Regions from separate parts of the Zea mays genome. Here region 2 is linked to region 1. The links are chromatin contacts, called in public Hi-C maps. All regions are on one chromosome and are shown on one strand. The core of a region is the stretch at or near the end of the contact, and the rest is flanking DNA. Distances in the headings are between cores, read along the strand shown. Region 1 holds the start of LOC103632177. Region 2 holds the start of LOC100381483 (RNA-binding (RRM/RBD/RNP motifs) family protein).

The links. A called contact is a pair of places that touch in the nucleus more often than the background predicts.
Region 2: a Hi-C map of ear shows a contact between it and region 1, with 5 times the contacts expected there. The contact joins the promoter of LOC100381483 here to the promoter of LOC103632177 in region 1. A contact is called at or near these places in 4 of 25 Hi-C or Micro-C datasets (ear, leaf and tassel).

Annotation. Positions count from the first base shown.
Region 1 is chr7:27,515,658-27,519,878 of Zm-B73-REFERENCE-NAM-5.0, reverse strand. It overlaps LOC103632177, which reads right to left and starts at 1,398. Exons shown (of 2, transcript NM_001364218.1): 1 at 1,175-1,398. The coding sequence starts at 1,283.
Region 2 is chr7:27,748,315-27,752,679 of Zm-B73-REFERENCE-NAM-5.0, reverse strand. LOC100381483 (RNA-binding (RRM/RBD/RNP motifs) family protein) reads right to left here and starts at 3,098. Exons shown (of 3, transcript NM_001174319.1): 1 at 2,953-3,098; 2 at 769-2,020; 3 at 265-524. The coding sequence starts at 1,998. The coding sequence ends at 369.

The sequences.
Region 1 (4,221 bases), core at 149-2,648:
TCAGAGGCCATGGAAACATCAAAGTGGATTCTTTCTGCAAGGATTTTTAACTGTTCTCTCTCTCTCTCTCTCTCTCTCTCTCTCTCTCTCTCTCTCTCTCTCTCTCTCTCCGGACTGATCAGGTCATCAGGGTAGCAAGCTATATTATAGTAGCTTTTGTTGTTTGGACTCTGGAGTAGTGCATGATGCCGTGTGTGCAGCAGCGAATAAAGTATTGGTGCAGGATCGCTTTCTTCTGTCCTTGGAGTATGCTTAATTAACGTGTGTAGGGGCATCCTGGAACGCAGGGAATCATATCTTTCACCACACATGGACAGAACAGACCGACAGGGCATCTGTGACAGAGAAGGGAGGGGCCTCCGATCTGCATTTGGAGTTTCGACACCTCAGCAGGGTCCAAGATATGTTTGTTTTTGTTTCATTTTTTTGGGGGGTCTCTCTTCATCAGAGTTGTACACATTTTCTTCAGAACCATGCATAAGTTTGGTTGCCGCACTAAGGCCTCAACCTGAACTGTTTTTTGTTTGATTGCGAGAAACAACTATGGATCTGTTTGTTTCGGCTTCTGGCCGGCTTCTTGGGTATTTCTAGCTTTTTTAAGAGGGCACAAAACTATTTTAACTGAACAATATCAGGTGTTGACTCACTTTCCTATATCATATTACAGCTGATACTATAGAAGCAGCATCATAGTAAACTTAGTAATTTAGAACACACCAGTTCCCCTCCACGAGACTGCATCCGCATTTTCATATTACTTGTTATTTGAGAAAGCAAATCATTTCACTGTGATAATCATTTCATATTACTTGTTAGTGTCCAAGCATATATACAAATGTATTTATTCTATCAGCTAAACATATATGACTCAGTTTACAAGGTTATGTTGCTACTTCCCTATCCTCGACCAGCCATGCTTTGCACGCACTCCTGAAGAACTGAAAAGGCAATTCTTAAAGCACAAGGGTGTGCAGTGCAGCAGGGCATTGTCTCTTTCAGAACGATCTTTTTTGTGTGTTCCAATTCAAGTGTTTTTTTTTCCACTAATCGAACTGAATCACAGAAAGCAAGCGGCAGTGCTGTAGAAGCAAAAGTTATAGTATACATGGAAGACAAACAAGATACAGCTCATGCATACTCTTAATTAGCCCTGAAGACGAGCAAAACTGCATACCTGCTATGTCCTTGGCATCTGCAGGCTGAGCTCCATGGGCGGCCGACGCCAGGAGCAGGAAGAGAAGCAGAGCGACGACACCAAGGCATGGTTTCTTCGTCCTCTCCATGGATGGACGCTGCTCTGAAGAAAACGGAGCAGCAAACCCCGGACGGACCACGAGCTGCTGCCACTGACGCTCTCCACCGTTGCCTTAAAAAGCCCCGGCCCCTAGCTTGAAACTTGAAGGGGATATAGAATAGAATAGGTTCGCCCTTAATTCTTCCTCCGGGAGCTTTCTTTCCATGTGGCCCCTCCATTGCTGGTGCTGGTCACACCAGCCTCACTGTCTATATCCTTCTCTTTGATTGCTTGTTTATTACCTTTGTAAAAGCCAGCACTAACGAATGTCTTCCTTGATTTTTAGTCGCCGGTGTTATCACCAGCCTTTCTTATTCTGCAAAAAAAGACATCAGTAGTGGCCAGGTGTTCAATGGGTTTGCTGTATGTACCATACAGCTTAGATTTTTTGTAAAAAAAAGAAACATAGTGCACATTTCAAATGTGACATGCCGGCCCGGTTTGTTTACGGATACAATAGTACAGAACAACTTTACCTAGTGTTCTTTTTTTTATTATATGTTCAAGGCAGAACGTACGACTTTACGTTTCAAATGCAGCATGATGTTTATAACAGATCAGTAATTTGTGGCCACGCAACGCATGCCTTTCTTTTTTGTTCTTCTGTTCTTGTAGACTAATACTTAATTTTTAAGATTTACCTCGCATACTGGTATTTAGCTATAGTGATTGAGTAACATAGAGCAAGGAGGGTATGCATGTCTTTGATACGGTTGTCTTCTTGAATCTTGACTAGTCTTTGCTATGGTAGAATTGAAGCGCCCGGCAATTGCGCACTTGAATCCTGGTGTGCTCTTCTCAGAGGGGAACAGGCCGGTGAGGCTCAAGTCGCCGACGAGCAACCGTGGGCGTCAGATCTCTCTCTGCAGAATTTCCCACTAAAGATCCTCGCTACATATCAACAGCTCCAAATTCAACGTCTCATCGATGTGGATCAAACATGATTGAGTTATTATTTATGTTTTTAACTTAACATTTAAATTTAAACTTTACTAGCTGAATGCCCGTGCGTTGCAACGGAAATATATAATACCAATATACTACGATAACTTATATACAAAATATGTGTTATACCGTTATGAGAAAATGTTTCATAATCAATTTGTGATTCTGACCATACATAAATTTTGTTATTTATAATCTATCGTTTCACAACTACATTGCAACCATCAGTATCATACAGACTTCGATATATGTCACGATTTGCATGGTCTCATTATTGGAGAGCATGTTTCACACATACCGGAAAAAATTCCCTCGTACATCGTTAGTCATCGGACACGTACCACCATACGCTTTTGGTTAAACAAAAAGGTAAGTGTGTGTGTTTGCAAGACTTATGGTCAAACATCGTATAACCATAAAGTTAGAATACTGTATTAATATATTAAATAAATTAATCCAATAGACATAGATTAACCCAATTAACATAGGATAAATAAATATCTAATTATAAAAGTATAAAACATGGTATAATCAATGTTGTTACTACGTAGTAAATATTCATACGAGACTAACACAACTGGAACGGTTCAATTTGGAATTAAAATGGGGAAGTTACGAATTTCCAAAGTTTCTATGTATTTGATATAGGATTAATTAGAAAATCAATTTTATTGTTGTTTTCATGACAAAACAGAGGTATTATGTGATAAAAAATAATATTATAGAATTATAGAAATTAGAATGAACTCATTTGGATTTAATATGAAATTTCCATGAATTAAATGAGTTTCTGCAATTATTTTTAAACTAAAAATCAATTTCTAAACTCCTTTTCCCTATTTTCTTTATTTCCTGGACTGCGTCCCAAATTCCAGAAAGATCAGGGGCCAAGCTATAAATGTTTTTCTAGACTCAGTGAGCATACAGAGTGGACGGCGGGTTAAACACAAAAGACATCTTAGTTGAAGTTGTACACAATTCAACATGAGTCACGTTGGCTAGAGGGTGGAAGGCTAGGCATTCTGCTCAATAGATCCTAGGTTTGATCCCTAAGCAGCCACGGTTTGATTTTTTTTCTGCGCGCGGAATTGGGGACGGCAGAACGGCAGACTACTCTTACCTTCTTAATAAGTAGTAAGGATTATGTATTTTGATATAAAAAATTGTTTCCAAATTGTCAAATGGTTTATATATATATATATACACTAGGTGTATGTCCGTGTGTTGCTACGGAGTCAATTGCCTCATCAACGTCCTCCACCTTGCCTCCCTCCGCACCCTCTACCTCGGCTTCTGGCGCTTCCCAGACACCGCCGCGCTCCCGCGGGGCTGCGCTGCCATGTTCCCCTGCCTCTAGGAGATTGGACTCTGCGCTACCATCATCCACGCTAGGGACATCGACGATCTGCTTGACTGCATCCCCGTGCTCGAGAAGTTCGGCAGCGGCCAACATCTACTTAACCGACCCTGTCCGGATTCGCAACTAAATCCTCTAGTTCTATAAGTGATTAAGTTGTGGGTCATGACATTACTATCAGGCCCTCATTACGATCAGTGAGAAAAAAATCAGCACTTGTACAATGCACAAACATAATAGAAAAGGCACTTGAGTTAGCATTGACAAATGATTAGAATGCCAGAAAGAAGCTAAAAATACAAGCATAATAATCATTATGCATCTGAGTTTGGAAAACAATAATATGCAATGATACACATTAAAAATTGACATAAAAGGACATGAATGTTTGCACAACACTTAATTCTTCTTAGTAATGAAGCACTTCAAATTTGGATCAGTCAATAAAAATTAGGGGAAGTGGGGCAATACCTAAATGTGTTTCTTTGAAGCCTTAGTTTCCTTAGTAGCCTACAACCACGAAGATGCCACAGTGCTGAGTCACGCAGCCTATTCAAGTTGCGGAGATCCAATGAAGTTAATTCTTGACAATATTCCCCAACAGTCTTGATGGAAGATGAGGTAA
Region 2 (4,365 bases), core at 1,849-4,348, 230 kb before region 1:
CGCGCGCGCAAGAACAGGGGAAAAAATCTCCATTACAAAAGTAGGCCTAGACATATAGTAATATTCAGTATCTTTAGCACCCAAGCTCTCCTTTGTTAAATGCTTAGTACAGTAGTCCGAATTCCATCCATACAGCGCCATCAGCTGATTGTTCAATGCCGAAAACCAGGGAGCTACGTGTGGTCCAAACTAGGATATGTTCACAGCTAAAAGCATTTAAAAAACAGCCTAAAAGCATTTAAAAAACACTAACAGCCGAAAAGTATTAAAAGCAGACTTTAATCAGATCGTAACATCATGTTCACAGCTCAATTCCACCCAACAGGTATGTTCCGAGGTCAAAACAAGTCCATGTACACCTGACACTCTCAATACATGTCAGCGAAACGGAGGTTGTAAATGTGAGTCAGGCGATTGATGCAGCCACTCGTAATCATGCTGTCTACAGTCTCAAGCTTCATGTAATGAAAATTTAGATTGTCCTGCTGATGCCTCGCGAGAAGTTGCTCCTCTCGCAGTTCATTCTACAAGGATTCAGCGATATAAGCACATTGCCAAATGAAGCAAAATAAAAGGCACGTCATATGCAAGGACTGCGACAGGTCACATGACCCTGATAACATTGTTTTGGCTCAAATTTTACTGCTGCAAAAACTTCTGAAGTGTGAGTTTTAGTGATAGGATTCTAGAACAATAGCTACTATTCAAGCTCGTGAAATTTGGAACTGAGGGTTTAGACGCCAAGTTGCTAACAAAGAAGAACTTTACCTTGATCAGTGCTAAGTTCTCCAACTCATGCCTCTTGGACAAAAACTTGAACTTTCTGACATTATGATAATCAGGGTCTGTAGGGCCCACCCAACGGAATTCTAACTTTATACCAGGTTTACATGGACGGTCATTGAACATTTCAGCTGTGGCATGCTTCGCCCTCACAGGCCTTGGCATCCCAGATATCATGAATGGGAACTCATCTAGTATCTTGACCACAGAATCAGCATCCTTCTCAGTTTCCATTTCTACTAATGCAGATTTGGGAATGTCAAATGGAACTGTATAGTTGGTCAGAAAACTAACGTGTTTGACACTACCGAACTGGTTCAAAGCCGTCGTAATGACTCCATCTGTAGCTAGGCAAGACAAGTTGTCAAGGTATACAGTCCTCTTAACCTGCTTCTCAAACTCTTTATACACTTTTGTGGCCTCCGAGAATGCAGTGCTGGTACTTTGTTCTACAGCCACGCCAACAGAGGTAGGAAGTTTCATTCCAGAAATGTTCTGGCAGCTGTCAGTAGCTTGTACCGCAGAGCTACACAGTTTTTTGCTAAATTTCTTGTCATTAGATTGATCAGCAGACCGTCTGGTTAGGAAACAGTCATTTGCCTCTCCACACTTCACTGCAGAGGTTTTCAGGTTCTTGCTTGGGTTGTTGATCTTAGCTTCTTCAGTTACTCTCTTCCTTGAGGTATTGCTGTTTGTCTCATAGAGTAGCTTCTTGCTTAAGATATTTTCACTAGCAGGTTCACAGGGTTTCTTAATGGAGTTATTCTTTTCCACTTCACTTTGCACTCCTGTGATTGAAGGTTCCATGCTTTGGGTGTTGTCCATGGCTCCTACACATGCTTGCTTCTTTGTTGTTTCGCTGCTGTCAGGAGGCAGCCCATTGCTCATAATGTCCGTGTGTCGCTCTTCACATGACCCTTTTCTTACAGGGCAAATGCTTTCCCTTTTATCCTGCGTGCCAGCAGCGATTGTCAGATTCAGGTCTGGGACAATGAAATTAGCCTTGGCAGTGTCATCAGTATATTCAGGTACTTCCTTAGCAGCGTGTTTTGTTGTATCCTCAGGTAATCCTGTGCTCATGGTTTGAAGGCCTTCGGCCAACCGCTTTCTCAGTGATAATGGCAAACGAATACGGATTTTGTTCCCAGTTGGGCCAATTTTCATGGCACTTTTGTCCATTCTGGCTTCAGCAGCCTGGTTTTCAGAGGCAGACATTTCATTGGCACAGAATATACTCCTGTGTTTTTTAATTGAAATGGTAGAGTTAATAATACAAATATTAATAATATTATTCAGGGCTAAACGCAGAACACAAGAAGACCCTTTTTGATTTATCAAACACACAATGAAGTCAGACTGACACAATATATCACCTAACATAAAAATCTTAACGGATAATGCTGTATTATGCAAGATGCCAACTAAGTCGACCTGCAATACTCTAATTTAACAGCTGAAACAGCAGAATTTCATAGAATTAGTAAGCAGAAATTTGTACTCCTACTCCCAACAAAGAAGAACATTCAAGGAATTCAATTTTCCACAGATGCACAAAACACCCAATAACGTGATTATCTCATGGAGTCATGGTGTGGAGATTGGTGAGATGCAATCTCATTCGGAAGAAAGAATAATGACAGAACATCACAGCAAAGGCTCACATGGGACCTAATAGGAATCTGTAGAACACAATAAGTAAAAAACTACACGATCGCAAACCCAAAAAGGAACTACACGCATATCCTAGCAAGAAGCAGCTTTCGGCCCCAATTTCACAAGCTACCACCTCGTCAAGCAGGAACAGACTCAATAAATGGCATGTGTATAAACATGTACACGGTACATACGGAACATTTTGGAGGAAAAAACAACGAGGCTAGTAGGCATGACACAAGCAGGGCCTCTTTCTAAGTCTCACATATTTTCAATTCTCTGTCATTATGGACTCCTTTAGATACACACATTCCCCATGGGGATTGGAGAGGATTGAGGAGGAAATAAACACATTTCCCCAATATCCATGGTTAATGATCGATCCAAAGAAGCCCACCATGTCCCAAAACCGAAGTTAGATAAAATCCGAGTGCCAAATATCCTAGGGTTTGGGTGCTCGGTTTCGCACAGCAGCAAGGGAAGAAAAAGGCATTAGCAGACCTAGTCGGTGCTCACCGCCGGCGAAGGTCCCGAAGAAGGCCTTGGCGCCTGGTGTACGGTTGCGACTGCGGCGGCGGCGGCTGTCGCCCAGTCGTCGCCACGGCAGGGAGAGAGCGCACGGGGGTGAATGAACAATAGAAAAGGGAGACAAGACAGGAGTGACAGGACAGATGGAGACACAGAGAGTGCACGGCGAAGATGTTCCCGTATGTGGGGCCGGCTGTGGGCCTGGAGAGCGGGAAAAAATTCGAGTCAGGCGTCAAAATCAGTGAGGCCAGCAAGGTACTCTATATTCCTTCTCAGTATCCCTAGTTTGCATTCTTCTCTAAAAGATTTTATCTTTTATATCTTATTCCTCTCTAAAAATGTCCTATAAATCAGGTCTTCTATATGCAAATATATTTTTAATTCTTTTACATACATATTTATCATATTCTTAAATGTATTGTACATATTTTAGTTATGCTAAACTGGCTATTTAAAGTATTCAAATGGATAGAGAACGGTTTAAAGAAACTATATATATAATCTAACAGCGTCCTCTAAATTTAGAGGACACTGCTGGAGCCTGGAGAGCGTGGAGGACCGTTTGATCCTATACCTTTAGGATAAAGGAGCCTTTAGCGCCTTTTGCTAGAGCTAGGCTGAAGTCCAATTTCAAAAGTGGGCATTGGATTTTCAAAAGTTACCCTCAAGGCATTCGATTACTGTTTAGAAAACCCACTCGAACAACAAATGTACCTTAACTTTCAAAAGTGGATAAAATAGGTTCTTGACTATTTTAACGTGGTTTCTTAGATGATTTTCATTTTAGTACATTTTAGTTTCTAAATTGTCAAACACAGGGTCTAAAAGAGGGATCATCTCTAATTTTGTGATATCCTGACCCCTGTGATGGTGATGTCCTGATCCAAGGCTTAATAGAATTAATAGAGTATCCATACCAACAATGTGCATCTTCTTTTTCGGAAGCTTATCTCGAAAGAACCTCCAAGTTAAGCGTGGTTGGCTTGGAACAATTTAAGATGGGTGACCGACCGAGAAGTTTTCTCGGGTGCACATGTGTGAGGATAAAGTGTGCACAAAAGACCCCTATTGGTCTGTGGTGACGATATATGATTCTAGAGAGCTAGTAGGAGTAAGTATCGCTCGTCCAGGGATTGGATAGGGTGTTACAAGTGGTATTAGAGCCGACCCTCGCGGTTTCACGTACGTGTGTGGGTTAGGGGCTTGAGTATACTGGGATGGTGATGTCCTGGCCCAAGGCTTAATAGAATTAATAGAGTATCCATACCAACAAGGTGCATCTTCTTTTTCGGACGCCTATCTCGAAAGAACCTCCAAGTTAAGCATGCTTGGCTTGGAGTAATTTGGAATGGGTGACCGACCGATAAGTTTTCTCGGGTGCGCATGAGTAAGGACAAAGTG